Linked DNA regions of Mus musculus: all the other regions are linked to region 2. Evidence: chromatin contacts called from public Hi-C and promoter capture Hi-C data. All regions are on one chromosome and are shown on one strand. The core of a region is the stretch at or near the end of the contact, and the rest is flanking DNA. Distances in the headings are between cores, read along the strand shown. Region 1 holds the start of A830005F24Rik (RIKEN cDNA A830005F24 gene). Region 2 holds the start of Bicd2 (BICD cargo adaptor 2). Region 3 has its middle 8.5 kb from the start of Mirlet7a-1.

Evidence for each region. Promoter capture Hi-C pulls out the DNA fragments that hold promoters and counts their contacts. A called contact is a pair of places that touch in the nucleus more often than the background predicts.
Region 1: a contact with region 2 is called in a promoter capture Hi-C map of second pharyngeal arch cranial neural crest. The contact joins the promoter of A830005F24Rik here to the promoter of Bicd2 in region 2. A contact is called at or near these places in 5 of 39 promoter capture datasets (cranial neural crest, frontonasal cranial neural crest, liver and 2 more), 1 of 484 Hi-C or Micro-C datasets (embryonic stem cells) and 1 of 115 datasets of contacts at active chromatin or transcription factors (embryonic stem cells).
Region 3: a Hi-C map of erythroblasts shows a contact between it and region 2, with 5 times the contacts expected there. The contact joins the enhancer-like site here to the promoter of Bicd2 in region 2. A contact is called at or near these places in 6 of 39 promoter capture datasets (the HPC-7 cell line, cranial neural crest, embryonic stem cells and 3 more) and 2 of 484 Hi-C or Micro-C datasets (adipose-derived mesenchymal stem cells and erythroblasts).

Annotation. Positions count from the first base shown.
Region 1 is chr13:48,510,879-48,515,450 of GRCm38.p6, forward strand. It overlaps A830005F24Rik (RIKEN cDNA A830005F24 gene), which reads left to right and starts at 2,692. Exons shown (of 2, transcript NR_165458.1): 1 at 2,692-2,751; 2 at 3,256-3,961. Zfp169 (zinc finger protein 169) reads right to left here and starts at 2,558. Exons shown (of 5, transcript NM_026450.3): 1 at 2,417-2,558.
Region 2 is chr13:49,338,666-49,343,698 of GRCm38.p6, forward strand. Bicd2 (BICD cargo adaptor 2) reads left to right here and starts at 2,884. Exons shown (of 7, transcript NM_001039179.2): 1 at 2,884-3,245. The coding sequence starts at 3,006.
Region 3 is chr13:48,544,529-48,549,035 of GRCm38.p6, forward strand. No RefSeq gene overlaps it. Among named protein-coding and RNA genes, the nearest start is that of Mirlet7a-1, 8.5 kb to the left of the region's middle. Within about 2 kb of position 1,388, at least 414 of the 459 cell types and tissues checked have an H3K27ac peak or open chromatin away from gene starts, as enhancers often do. A contact at or near this core is called in the HPC-7 cell line, adipose-derived mesenchymal stem cells, embryonic stem cells and 4 more, where this site is marked.

The sequences.
Region 1 (4,572 bases), core at 1,442-3,941, 830 kb before region 2:
AACTGAGGCTGCACCTTCACCAATGGCCTTCTATGGTCTCTCACAGTGTAGAGCCTCAGCTGCTCTTCATGACCCCTTCATGCCTTCAAAACCTGAGTGACTCTTACACATTACAAAGTCCAGCCACAGCACAAGGTACAACCTTGGCTATCTCTCGAACACAGCCTCTGTGCTCTCAGAAAACACTTCCCAGAAGATTTCACCTCAGTGATGCTGGTCTCTTCTTATCACCACTAACTTCTTTTTCTCTTTCTTTTTTTTTTTAAGATTTATTTATTTATTTTATGTGTATGAGTACACACTGTAGCTGTACAGATAGTTGTGAGCCTTCATCTGGTTATTGGGAATTGAATTTAAGATTTCTGCTCACTCAGGTCAAGCCCACTCGATCTGGCCAAAGATTTATTTATTATTATAAATAAGTACACTGTAGCTGTCTTCAGACACACCAGAAGACGGTGTCAGATCTCATTGCGGGTGGTTGTAAGCCACCATGTGGTTGCTGGGATTTGAACTCAGAAGAGCAGTCAGTGCTCTTACCCCCTGAGCCATCTCAATTTCTTAGCTCCAGCTCACCAGCATCAATAGTCCCAGTAATGCAAAGTTTTCACTTTAGTAGTTCTGGTATCTTGTTATTTACAGCAGATTCTTCAGCCCCAGCTAACCAAAACCACAGAATCTTCACAATAAAAATAGCAGCGGCACTGATAAGAGTCTTTAGTCTTCCCTCTGAAATTTCACAAGCCAGGCCTCCATCTTGTGCACTGTTCTCAACATTATCTTCCAAGCTCCTATACAACATCCCACAGAGCTCTTAATACCGAATGGATCTTCTAGCCCAAAGTTCCAAAGTCCTTCCACAGTCCTCCCCAAAACATCATCAGGTTGTCACAAGAATACCCCATTCCTGGTACCAATGTGTCTTAGTCAGGGTTTGTATTCCTGCACAAATATGACCAATAAGCAAGTTGGAGAGGAAAGGGTTTATTCAGCTTACACTTTCCACATTGCTGTTCATCACCAAAGGAAGTCAGGACTGGAACTCAAGCAGATCAGGAAGCAGGAGCTGATGCAGAGGCCATGGAGGGATGTTTCTTACTGGCTTGCTTCCCCTGGCTTGCTCAACTTGCTCTCTTCTAGAACCCAAGACTACCAGCCCAGAGATGGCACCACCCACAATAGGCCCTCCCCCCTTGATCATCAACCAAAAAAATGCCCCACAGCTGGATCTCATGAAGGCACTTCCCAACTGAAGCGTCTTTCTCTGTGATAACTCCAGCCTGTGTCAAGTTGACACACAAAACCAGCCAGTACAGACAATAGGGCAACTGTACATACAAGCTCACTGCAGTTACAACACCATGCACAAGACCCGTGCAAGCCCAAACCAGAACAAATCTCAGCACAGAGACAAGAGTTCGGCACCAAATACCTAGTACCAAGCTACGGCAATTACTAGCTGCTGGGAGAGGAGGAGAAGGGTTTCTCTAAGAGTATATAGCCCGAGGTAAGCCAATAACAATCCAATGAAATATTCAAGAATATTGAATTCAGCATAAGTTAGTCTTAAAGGGTTTTGAAACAAAAAAGAAAGATAGGTCACAAAGATAGGTGGACTGGGGACAGAATTTTCAGTGGTGAATATAATCAAAATGAGTTGTATATATAGATCAGAGAACTAAAGAGAAAAGGAGAAACCAGGCTACACCGCCAGAAATTCAGGGAGCCAACAAGCCCTGGGTCATGGGGGAAATGTCTCTTCCCATTACATCACTCCAGGCTCTTGGAAGATCCCAGAGCTCAAGGGAGCCACACAAGGTCATTAGCCCACAATGTGTAAAAAGGCCACCCCCACTCCCCCCTACACACATATACACACAGGCACGCACGCGCACACACATACACACCACACACACAAGCCTTGTCACACACCAAGACTCCAAACTTCAAGACTAGCTCTAGTCTCTTGGTCTTTGCCGTTGCATTCAGCCAGGCAATTCTGTATGTTTTCCCCGCAAGGCAAGCGACCAAGCTGTATTTCCAAATTCATGATGAGTGCAGCTCCCCAAGACTTCTGTCCTCACCAATTCAGACATTTGTTCCTGTGGAGGATGGCTCTGATCCCTCACAAACCTCAACAGAGAGCGGGGGTGGAAAGGTGACATCTAGATGCCCCAGGTCCAATCTCCCTGACCTGGCACTAACACAGGGGACACACCTACAGCGTCATAGCCTGGGAAGCAGGCCAGACTGACCTGTAGCTTGTTTAGGACAAGATAGTGGACCCCTAACCCCGTTCTCACATGGCCCCCTCCCCATCCCAGGGTCTTCACCGAGACCCTCCTCCGGGATGGGCAGAGAAGCTGATTCCACTCCCAAAGACTCCACGCATCGAGGATGGAGCAGCGGCAGACACCTGAACCTTGTGGGTGGCCCACGCCAGCTCTCCGGACTCTTCCCCGCCTGGAGGGATCTGCAAGAGCCGAGGACGTCTGCACTTTCGCTCACCAGAACCGCAGTAGAATCGTCCACAGGCACAGGTGACGACTGCAGGATGCGGAAGTACACCGACCGGGGTGACGCGCGCGCACTTCACTACCCACGCAGCGCTAGAGATGGGGGAACTACAATACCCAGAATGCCGCGTACTGCAGGACACCCCATGCTGACTTGGCTGCAACCCGAAGCTTCAGACTATAGGAGGGGCTCCCTAGCACTGCCGGACTCTTTCATTGACTGCAAGACAACAGGGTAAGATCTTAGAGAAACAGAAAAAAAGCAGAAAAGCCAAACCGAAGTAATCTTTGCGTACTTCTAAGGAAGCTCATTAATCAATTCTTTTAAAAAAGATGTGCTATCTAGATGCCTTCCTCCTGCCAATTCAATCTTGGTTGGTTTTTTGTTTGTTTGTTTGTTTTGTTTTTTTTCTTTTTTACGTGCCTGTGAGTCGTGTGTTTTAAACTGCAGCATGTGTGGATACTGTGGGTGTTGTTTCTTGAAAATAATACTTTTTTTAAAAAATGATTACAAAAAGACAAGGGCAAACTAAGTTTGAAGATATTCATAGTGTAATGTTTTAAACTATTTTGCTCATACAAAAAAACACTTCTTGGTTGTAACAGAAAGACAAAAATCTTTGCGAAAAGACTAGGAATTTGAGCGGAACTCAATTTAATTGAATTTGAATTTTCAATTGTATTTCTAGTATTTGACGTGAGCAGTATTTTCAAATTATTTCCCATTTGCTTCTTAAAGTGAGGTGGCAAACAGCAGAAGTCAACAGGGACCAGATTCAGTCTTCCACATAAAACAAGCTTTAAAAGGACAACATGGACTAAGAAACCGATGGGGAAGCACTGCACACAGAAACAATGGAGGAATATCAGTGATGTGGACAATAAACGAAGTGAGCAGCGAACTCCCCTGGTGAGAAACCGTTCTGGCACAGAACAGAGAAGGGAGACCCGAGCAAGACCTGGAGGTCAACCTGAGACGAAGCCGGGGCCCTGGGGAAACCAAGGCAGCTTCAGTTCAAAGGACAGTACGAAGGACCAGAGAAATCCACAGAGGTTCAGTGGCTCCTTCCTCGGGCGTTCACCGAACACTGACAGCACGCGACACACAGCTGTGCCATCCCAGGGAAAAGTCCCGGGAAAAATGTCAGTGGGAATAAAGGGGGTGAGGAACAACACCTCTTCCTATGAGGCCATAAAGCCTTCAGAGTTGTACATAATACCTGGAAATGGTTTCATCTTGATAGGAAGACAAGATGGGGCCCCCGAGCCTTTCTTGTTTCACCTAGGAAAATGCAAAACTAAGCCTAGAAAAGATCAAATTGTTTACAAGTAACTTCATTTTATTTTTTTTTAAGTTTGAGCATACTTAGGATACACGCCACACTTGATAAGGCAAAAAACATGGAATGTCAAGTTTTCAATTAAAAGATGTCATGCCAGTAAAATGGGTCTATATTGTTCAGATAAAGAAAAAATAAAATCAGTAAGAATAATACTAGGAAATAAGGAGAGGCGCTGGAGAGGTGGCTACCGAGTGTTAAGAGCACTTGGGAATCTTGCAGAGGACCCAGGTTCAGTTCCCAGCATCTATAAGATGGCTCACAACTGCTTAGAATTCCACTTCCAAGGATCAGATGCCCTCTTCTGGTCTCTACAGACAACTGCATGCACACAGTGCACTTACCTGCAGGCAAAACACATTAATACTTATAAAAATAAATAAAAATGCATTAAATAAAAATACATTAAGTAAAAAGAAATATCATGTGGAGATGGTCTCAGTGGATAATGTGCATGCCATGGTGCTCAAGCATGAAGATTCGGGTTCGGATGCTCAACACCTTGCTTCAATTTTGTTGTTGTTGTTTTGCATTTTGAGATAGGGTCTCTCCAGAAACTGTCCAGAAACTCACTTTGTAGCCCCTGCTGGCCTCAAACTCACAAAGGTTCATCTGCCCCTACCTACCAAGTCCTGTGATTAAAGGCGTGTGCCACCATGCAATTTGTATGACTAGAGTGGCAGAAAAAGACACCTGACGTCAGCCTCTGACCTCCA
Region 2 (5,033 bases), core at 1,634-4,133:
CACACCTGGTTCTTCTAGGTTAGTCAAACATACCCAAGCAGGCTGCTACCTGAAGATGAGAGAGCACTTTGCTTCTGGGCCATCAAGGGGAAGCTCACGTGGACCAGGCAACAGCGAGTACACAGAGCCTCACAACGTGTGTGCTCCATATTGGTAAGTCCTCACCAGCATTTTTGTGCAGGACTGGCCAGCTTTGTCTGGGATGCCTGACACATGGGAGCCTTTGTTCACAATCGCACAGCAGGTTAATATGGAGGAATTCACTCTTCTTTGCTCCTAAGTTCACCAGTGGATAAGAATACTGCATTTCTGGCTAGTAGTAGTCCTTACTACTAGCTCCAAGTTCTTTTCTACCAGGCTGCCTCCACCCTCCTGTAGTCCTCTGCCTCATCACCAGAGGGCATACCTTTCCAGGGAGCGGTGCTGGGTTAGGGAGAGGAATCCCTTGGGAACCTGGCTGGAGCCCCAGATATAGGCTAGAAAATGCTGGGCCTTGTGGAGGTTCCTGCCCTCCTGGAGCTGACGTTCTAAGGTGACCCACCCACCATGTAAGAATACACACACTCAACAGAAGGAAGCAACTAAGACACAGAAAGGGAATCAACACGCAAGTGGGTGGAGTGAAGAGGCCCTTCTAGAGCAAGTGCAGACTTGGAAATGGTTTCAACATCTTTGTTTTGGGAGGGGAGTCGACGTCAATGATTCAGGCAGAGGTGATGGGCCATTGAGACAGGCAGGTAACTCTCACGCAGTATTTGCTGAGAGGCAGAGTGACAGCATGAATGGATGAGGGGGTGGGACATCAAGGGCAATACCAAGGATTTGGTAACAGGCCTCAGTTTCCTCATTCATAAAACAATGGTGTGAACTGAAATATTGAGAGCACTGAGTGAGCCAGGCTTGTGACCCAGGGAGTACTAAAGAGGTGGTCTCTCATCTGAAAGTTGGGGGAAGATCTACATACATCATCCTTGAATGTGGAGTCCTCTGGGTCTCTCTCTCTCTCTCTCTCTCTCTCTCTCTCTCTCTCTCTCTCTCTCTGCTGTCACCTCCTCAGAGAAGTATTTCCTGATTGCCCCACTCCAACCAGTGACAAGGAGATCCTAGAAACCTTCTTCCAGGCCCTAACCTTGCTGGTCAGCACTGTCCCTGCTGAAGGAAGCCCACAATAGTAGTGAGCTATCATTTGTATCTCAAATCACCTTTATCTTCAAGTTCAAAGTTCCCTGGTCAGGTTCTCACCAGAAACTCATGGCTCTCCCCCTCCCTACTCACACCTGCCTCACAGTCAGGTTCAGGTGGGTATGGAGAGGTTCCCAGGCAGCCTGGATAAGTGTAGGTTCTGTAGAGCTTGGGGACTTGTTGGAGGAAAGTTTGTTCCTTCTAAATCCACCTTCACTTAGTGTGAACAGCTTGCGTAGGCCTGATATATGGGCCTCAGTGTAGAGCCAGGACTGTTGTACAAAATTAGGCTGGTTGGCCAAAGAGAAGGAGGAATAACACATTTACTTATACAGCGCTCTCTCTCTCTCTCTTTTGAGACAGGGTCTCTCTATTTAGTCGTGGCTGGCCTGGAACTTGACATGTAGATTAGGCTGGCCGTGAAATTCTTCTACCTCTACCTCCCAAGTGCTGAGATTAAAGGTGTGTTCCACCACACCAAGTTGATTTACTATGCAATTCTTGTGTTGATCCTAGATTTTCTTTTCGCGCGCGCGCGTGTGTGTGTGTGTGTGTGTGTGTGTGTGAAGTGGGTTCATGTTCCTGTGTGTGTGTGTGTGTGTGTGAAGTGGGTTCATGTTCCTGTGTGGGCACACAGGCCCCACATGCACTGGGAATCAGAGGACAAGATCCAGTTGTCAGTCTTTGTCTTCCATCTTGTTTGAGATTGGTTATCTCTGCTTTTCTTGTCTCCCCCTCTCTCCCGCCCCTGTCTTTCATACTCCAGCCTAGCTTCAGGGGATTCTCCAATTTCCACCTCCCATCTTTCCTCAGGGACATTGGGATGATAGACTGTGCTTTAGGTGGGCTCTAGGGGCGCAAATATAGGTCCTTGCTCTTACTGAGCAAGAGCTTTATCCTCTTAGCCATCTCTCCAGCTGACCTCTATGTTTGATGGTGGTCCGCAGCTGTAGGGTGTGGTGTTGCGGGGGTGTGTGCAGTGAGAAAGGGAACAACACGCTTGTTATATCCAAATCACCATGCAAGGAGGGAAGTTTTATTTAGAATTATAGTGAAGAGTACAGCTACGTCTCGCCGAAAACGGGGGACGGACAACATTTAAATACACCTTTGACATTATGCTCACGGAGGTGCCTTCATTTCCATGAAAGAAAATCCTAACGGACAATGGACAAGAGGAAGTAGTATCCGGGCCTGGGCTCCCCTGAGCCCCTAGCGTCAGGCTGTTGGCATCCTTTTGGCAGTGCCCGCGGCCCGCCACAAGTCATTCAAATTCCGCATAAAGCGCGCGCCACACAGTCTCACCAGCCATGCTCTGACGTTTCAGGACGCGAATCTTACTCGTGATATCCACAGCTCGGATCACCTTACTCCACAAAGGCTGGGAGCGGAAGGCTTGAGGTTCTCCGGGTGGCTGCCGGGTCCCTGGGCTGGGGTCGGTGGCACCCCTACTTTTGTCACGTCAGACGCGCCCGCCAATCAACGATTGGAGCCAGGCGGGTACAGAGCACAACGGGCAAAGCAGTGAGCGTAAAATAGGACTACATCTCCCACAATGCTAAGGGAGACGTAGCTTTGCGTCACGTTAGGCGCCTGCCCCCTTGAGATTTAGACCAATCACAAGCGCGGACCAGGTGGGCGCAAGGGACTACGGGTTGTGTAGTCCATGCTCAGTGGGACTGCAGCCCCCAGTGTTCCGCGCGCGTCAGGGAGGAGCAGTGCGGCGGCGCGGGCGGCCGTCGGGGCTGGGCGGCGGCAGCGGCGGCTAAGAGGGCCCGGCTTGTGGGAGCCAAGGTGGGAGCCGGCCTCGGCGCGCGGCCACCATGTCCGCGCCGTCGGAGGAGGAGGAGTATGCGCGTCTGGTGATGGAGGCGCAGCCGGAGTGGCTGCGCGCCGAGGTGAAGCGGCTGTCCCACGAGCTGGCCGAGACCACGCGTGAGAAGATCCAGGCGGCCGAGTATGGACTGGCGGTGCTGGAGGAGAAGCACCAGCTCAAGCTGCAGTTCGAGGAGCTCGAGGTGGACTATGAGGCCATCCGCAGCGAGATGGAGCAGCTCAAAGAGGTGAGTGGTCGGCTGCGACCCCTGCCTCGGGCGCTAAGGTCACCCTGCCCAGTGGTGGGAGGTACCAGGGGTGGGGCAGGAGACCTAGAGTTGCGGTCCCGGGCAGTGACGGTGAAGGGACCCTGTTCGGCCCTGTGTCCGGTTGCTGGGGTCCAGACTCCCTGCAGCCCCACTCACCCGCTAGTTTTCTTTGCAGGCCTTGTTGGCCTTTTCGTTGAGGACTGATGTCCTGCTATGGTTATTGCTGCCTAGGGTGTGTCTGTGTGGTTGGTGGGGAGCAGATGATGCCCTTACAACTGAGGCTGTCCGTGCAAGTGACCCCAGGGAAAAGCTGGACCTGGGGTTGGTTGACCACAGTTTGTCACCTTCAAGCAAATCACTTCCCCCCCATTTTGGAGCAGCTGCTTTCTGTGCTATTCATCAGGTTTCGTGACCGCCTGAGGCTGGGAAGGGATGGATACAGGGCTGAGTGAGTCGCAGCCCCTGGTTGCCTATGGCCCTTGACAGGCCGGCTTTCCCGATATCCATCGCTCAACCAGCTGCTTTTTCCCCATCTCATTAATGGTGCTCCCACTACTGGGATGCATGGCTTCCATCGACCGCTTCCTGTCTTGCTCTGCCTCCTAGGGCCTGCCTGTCACCGTGGAGTCTGTGTTCTTCTGTTGGAAACATGGTACTTTGTGTCATCCCACTGTAGGAAGAGAGGTTAGACTCCCAGGCTGGCCAAGAGCTTGGGGAGGGGCAGTAGGAGGGACCTGGGTAAGCTTTCTGGGATGATTTAAGTATTAGTAACTCTCCCATCTTCTTGACTCCCCAGCCTTGTTCTGGAGACTGGGGGAAATGCTTTATGGGAGAAGGACACACTTGAGTTTGGACCAACCCCTTCTTATTGCTTGTGATGGGTGAGCCTTGGGTGAGCCATGGGTAAGCTCTCCTCAAACCTTAGCTTCCAGCTCTGCAAAGTAGGAATACAGCTTTGCCAATCCAGAAGTATTGCTTTTAGTATTCTATATTTGGAAAGGCCTGGCATGGGGCCACACAGGTAGCTTGTTGGATTATCTCAACAGTTTCCCTTCCCTGTGAGACTCAGTTCTGCTCTTGAGTATTAATCACAGGCTCATCTTTTGATACTTCTGCTCCCAGTCAGCTTTGGATAGATGCCTGAACTCTTGAGAGCCTCTCTGACTTTTAGGGGAATGAGTCCTTAAAGTCTGGGTAGAGCAGGGCTGGGTGAGTCCCAGAAGTGCCTGCTTCTTTGGGCGGGTAGGAATTGAGTCTTCACACAGATTCTCAAATCTGTTGCCTGACAGAGGACATTAGTAACTTTCCCAAGCCTGGCTTCATTTGGCAGAGGGTTGACCAAAGGAGTGGGACCCCTGGAGGGGGAGGGGCAGGCAACCCCCTGGAGGGGGGGCATGTAAAGTGATGTGATAGATGAAGGTCAGAAAATATGGAGTGAAAATATGGAGTGGGTGTGTCCTCTTCCCAAATCTAGTCTTCTGGGCTCCCATTCCCCCCTCCTTGGTCCTCCAGGCAGGTAGCAACTGTTAATTATAGTGCCACTCCCTTTGCACATACAGATGGGTTGCCTTCCCACTTCCTATGGAATGCCTGTGAACCTCTCCTGGGAAGCTCACTGTCCTCTTCTGAATTAACAGGTTTTCTTCAGTACTATGTGCAGTGAAAACAGGCTAGCTGGTCCCAACTTTGGTGACTTCTATTGGTCAGCCTCATGGGATTATTATTATGGGCGGAATCATTTTATGGCACAGTGAAGAGCAATGGTTT
Region 3 (4,507 bases), core at 138-2,637, 800 kb before region 2:
GGCTGTCCTGGAACTTGCTCTGTAGATCAGGCTGCCCTCAAAACTCTTGAGATCCACCTGCCTCTGCCTCCTGAGTGCTGGGATTAAACTTGTGTGCCAACACCTTCTTTATAGCCACATGTTTTGCATTCCTCTACCTTTCCAGCTTGAAAAATTACTAAGTCTCAAATCAGCACAACTTCAATTTATAGTGGGGGAGGGCACAGCTTGCTTCAAGTCTACAAAACTATCAATTTCTACAATAAAATTACCCATAGGGTAAAATGCACGCCCCATCTACACAATTTTGATAACACTTTTTAGACCCGACTTAATTTGGAAGATTTCTATTCTCTAATTAAAGTTCTTACATTTCCAACTAGTATTTTTGTTACACTAACAATTTCAAATTTCCCAAATATTACTGCTTCAACTGACAGAACCTAATGAAAGGCCAGAATGCTGAAAAATCTGTATTAAACTAACTTTTCTTTTTTTGGCTTTTTTCGAGACAGGGTTTCTCTGTGTAGCCCTGGCTGTCCTGATACTCACTTTGTAGACCAGGCTAGCCTAGAACTCAGATATCCGCCTGCCTCTGCCTCCCAAGTGCTGGGATTAAAGGCGTGCCCGGCTAAACTAACTTTTCTTATAAAAAGATTGTTTACTTGTTCAATTTTCTTCACAAGATTATCAGGCAATCAAAAACAAGAACACTAATGTTTTAAACTTCAAAAACAGGTTGCCAATATTTTTCAACAGTTAAAAAAGCAATCTGTCATCGTCTTCCATTTTAACTAAGTTTCTAAAGTTTTTCTCCGCCCCCCCTTGTCCTTTCATAATTATCCTTTTAACACAAAAAGTTGAAAACTACAACACAGACGATCACTTCTGACACAGACCCTGCACTAACAAGCGGGATCACCGAAGGGCAGTCCTGGCCAAGGGCATAAAGGTTACCACCCTGCCTCCGCTAAAGAGCGCGCCGAGAGATAAGTTTTCTTAGCCGGCCTCCGAGAGGCCACCCGCTTCCAAGAGTTTGCAGCCTCCCCAGTCAAAAGGCCAGTCTCGTTTCCGGTGCCACCGAGCTGCAAATCTCCTACCCCATCCCCTGGGATACAGTTTCCTCCCGCTCTCGCGCTCCCCTCCCCCTGGCCAAGGACGGGCAGCCGCAGCGATCCTCCAGCCCCAGCAGCTGCTCCAGGCCCTCAGGCCGCAGTTGGCCGAGCGGAGCAGGGGCAAGCAGCCAGCGTTGGCTCTCCGTTCCCTCCCTGCCAGCGCCTTCCCGCCCCGCCCCGTCCCTCCCCGCCCCCCGCACTTCCTACCTTCCTCCATCCCACCCCCCCCAACCAAAGCCAAGGTCTCCCCGGCCCACAAACCTGACGGCGGAAGTGACGTCATAGAGGCCCGGCTACGTCCGCAGCCAGTCACGCCACAGCGGGGAGGTAGCCCCGACCAACCGGCGCGAGCCAGAGGGCGGGACTTCCGTCCGCCGCAAGTTTGATTGAAGCGGCGGGGGAGGGGCGAGGTGAGGAATGTGAAGAATGACCCCCCTCCCCCGCCCGGTCGCCGAGGAGCTGGGCGGGAAGCGGAGGGGGCTGGGGCAGGCCAGCGGCCACGCGGCACCCCTCCCCCGCCCGAGCCCCAAGGCCCACGGCATCCGTGGGCCACCGGCCCCGGGGCCACCCGCCTGCCCGAGGCGCCCAGGCCATCCCACGGGTCCCAGGGTGCGGCGCGGCAGCCCCCAAGTCTTCCCTCCTGGTCGCCCGCTGCCGCCGCCGCTGAGTCTGGAGGAGGGAAAAATGGCGACGTCCCCGCGCTCGCCTTCACGCCCGCAGTACCCACCTCAAGCTCGCGGATAAAGGCGTCCCGCTGCCGCCACGGGAAATGGTCTGGCTTTCCCCCCACCGTGGCCCTCCACCGCCGCGCCCGGGAGAGAGCAGCGCGCGAGAACCCGGATGGAAGCGCGGGCGGGCGGGCGCCGCCTCGGCGGCCTGAGGGAAGGCTACGCGCGCGCCGGGAATCCGAGGCGGGGGCGGGAGCTGCGGGCAGCGCGCATTCCTATTGGCGGACGCTGTTGACGGACGTGTGCCTCGCCCTCTCGCCTTAGCCGGTCGGGGCTCACCCGGACCCCCACTGGAGGGTGACGGCTGAGCCCGCCCCCGCCGCGGAGAAGGCGGGTCTGGCCCGCCCACCGTGACAGGCTCCTCTTTCCCTACTGGAGGACCGGGAGAATAGCGAGGACCGTCCTCTGAGTCCCGCCCTCCGCGGTGATGGACAAGTCGTGTCACGTGGCCTCCGTCCGCTCTGCCGGCTGCGAGGCGGGAGGTGCTAGAGTTTTCGGGGCGGTTTTCACGTGTACCCAAGATGTTGGATTCACTCAGTCTTCCCTCTCGGGGGCTCCGGGGCTCGACGCCAAGGCCACTCCATACCTCACTTCACCCATCTGTCACATAAGGAGTTAGGTCTCCTATGGTGTATCTTTTATCTCTTTTATTTTTTTTTTCTTTCCCATGTATTGAAATTTTTGTGCTAAAACTTTTTCAAAGCAATCTTTACGAATTCTTTTTTTTTAAATCAATGCAAAAGCATTTCTTCATTCTTACTGGAACTTTCCATGCACTAGGAGACCTCTCTGCTCTTTGGTGGGTGGGTTGGGGTACTATTTAATGATAGTAGGTTTGCACGGTTTAAAAAAGAGAGTCAAGAGAGTCAAGCATCAACAAAACCCTATGAACATTCATCTGCAATCCATCCAGGGGAAAAAGGCACTGTACACGTCAGCAAAGTGCTTATATTATAAACTCCAACTATAAGCCATCCTAACATTCTCTGTCCAAAGCAAATGACAAGAGAGTTTAGAAGATGGGAGAGTTTGGGACTAAAGTGAACAAGTGAACAAAAAGAAGAGGAGGGTGGTGAACCTTGTGGGATAGGTAGGATATGGGGAGGAAGAGCTTCAACCTTCAGGATATACTGTGAGAAAGAGGATTATAAACCACACGATGTCATCAACTCTTCATACAAAGCTGGACTCCTCACAGTAGGTTTTCCTTCGTAGGCATAGCGGTGTGGATTTTGCTGTTTCGTTTTCTTCCTTTTTTTCTTTCTACTTTTTTTTTTTTTTCAGTAAACAGAAACCTAATTTGAAGGTGACTTACAGAATCAAAATGCCTCAATATAGCCACCTGACTGGCGACGGATGGCTGAAGCTTCTGGTTTCCGTCCTAAGAGAAAGAGACATTCTAGACTATGGGAATTGGGACCTATAAAGTAGGAGTAGCCCACAGAGAAGCCACCCCCTGGGCCCTGAAAGAGCAAATTCCTTCAGCCGAGGTCCTTGGAGAGGCCCACCCTGTGTCCTGGAGGCTTTGCTACCTCAGTTCCGTTCCACCTCTAGCATGACTCCCTCCAAATTTTCTCAGTCCAGACAAACAAGTAATTGTAACCAAAACTGCCAAAGTAAAGCATACATACTTCTCGAAATGTCCTCTGGCCTCTTTGCCTCAGTCCTCCCCTTGTTAAGATCTCCTTTGACCTGTGTCTTCTCTTTTGTCCTTTCGTTCATTGTTCATTGCATGACTTCAAGATGATATATTCACTTCTTGATCTCCCTGCTGTTCATCGATCAGACTCTCCGTCCTTATTCCGGGGTGTGATGGGCCATTTTAGTGTGTCAGTTTGAGCCACCATGCCCCAAGATATCTTATTAAATAATATTGCTGGATGTCTGTGAGGATGTTTCTAGAAGAGATTAACATTTAAAGTGGTAAACTAAGGAAAAACTAATGGCTTTGCCTAATGTGAGTGGATATCATCCAGCCCATCCAGGGCTTGAATGAACCAAAACGGTACAGGGACACAGGGTGGCTGAATTCTCTGCTTTCTGACTCCTAGGCCCTGAGATTTCACCAGCAGCAGCTTGCCTAGGTCTGCAGCTTCCATATGGAAAATTGTGGGCCACGGCCCAGCTAGATGGCTCAGCAGATAAAATGTGCTTGCCGCCAAGGCTGATGACTAAGTTCAGTTCCCAGAATCTGCATGGTAGAAGGGAACCAACTCCTGCCAAGTTGTCCTCTGACCACACAAACGCACACATATATGCTGAGTAAATGAAAAAAATTTTTTTCAAGGAATTAATAGGACTTCTTAGACTTCATAATCATTGATCGAAGAAGACACATACACATTTATACGTAGATGCTCCTTGTCTTGTGATAAAGTTTGGACCCAATAAATCAATATTGTAAGTCAGACTGTCATAAGGTGGGAGCATTGAATACACTACCAGTTCTGCTCTTCTGGTAAACACTGGCTAATACAGCAGATCACCTTTGGCAGTTGGCCTAGGCCTTGTTATAGCCTGGTCTGGTTATCATAAGAATGATATCTGTCAAGCGGGGCAGTGGTGGTCCACGCCTTTAATCCCAGCCCTTGGGAGGCAGAGGCAGGTAGATTTCTGAGTTTGAGGCCAGCCTGGTCTACAGAGTGAGTTCCAGGACAGCCAGGGCTACACAGAGAAACTCTGTCT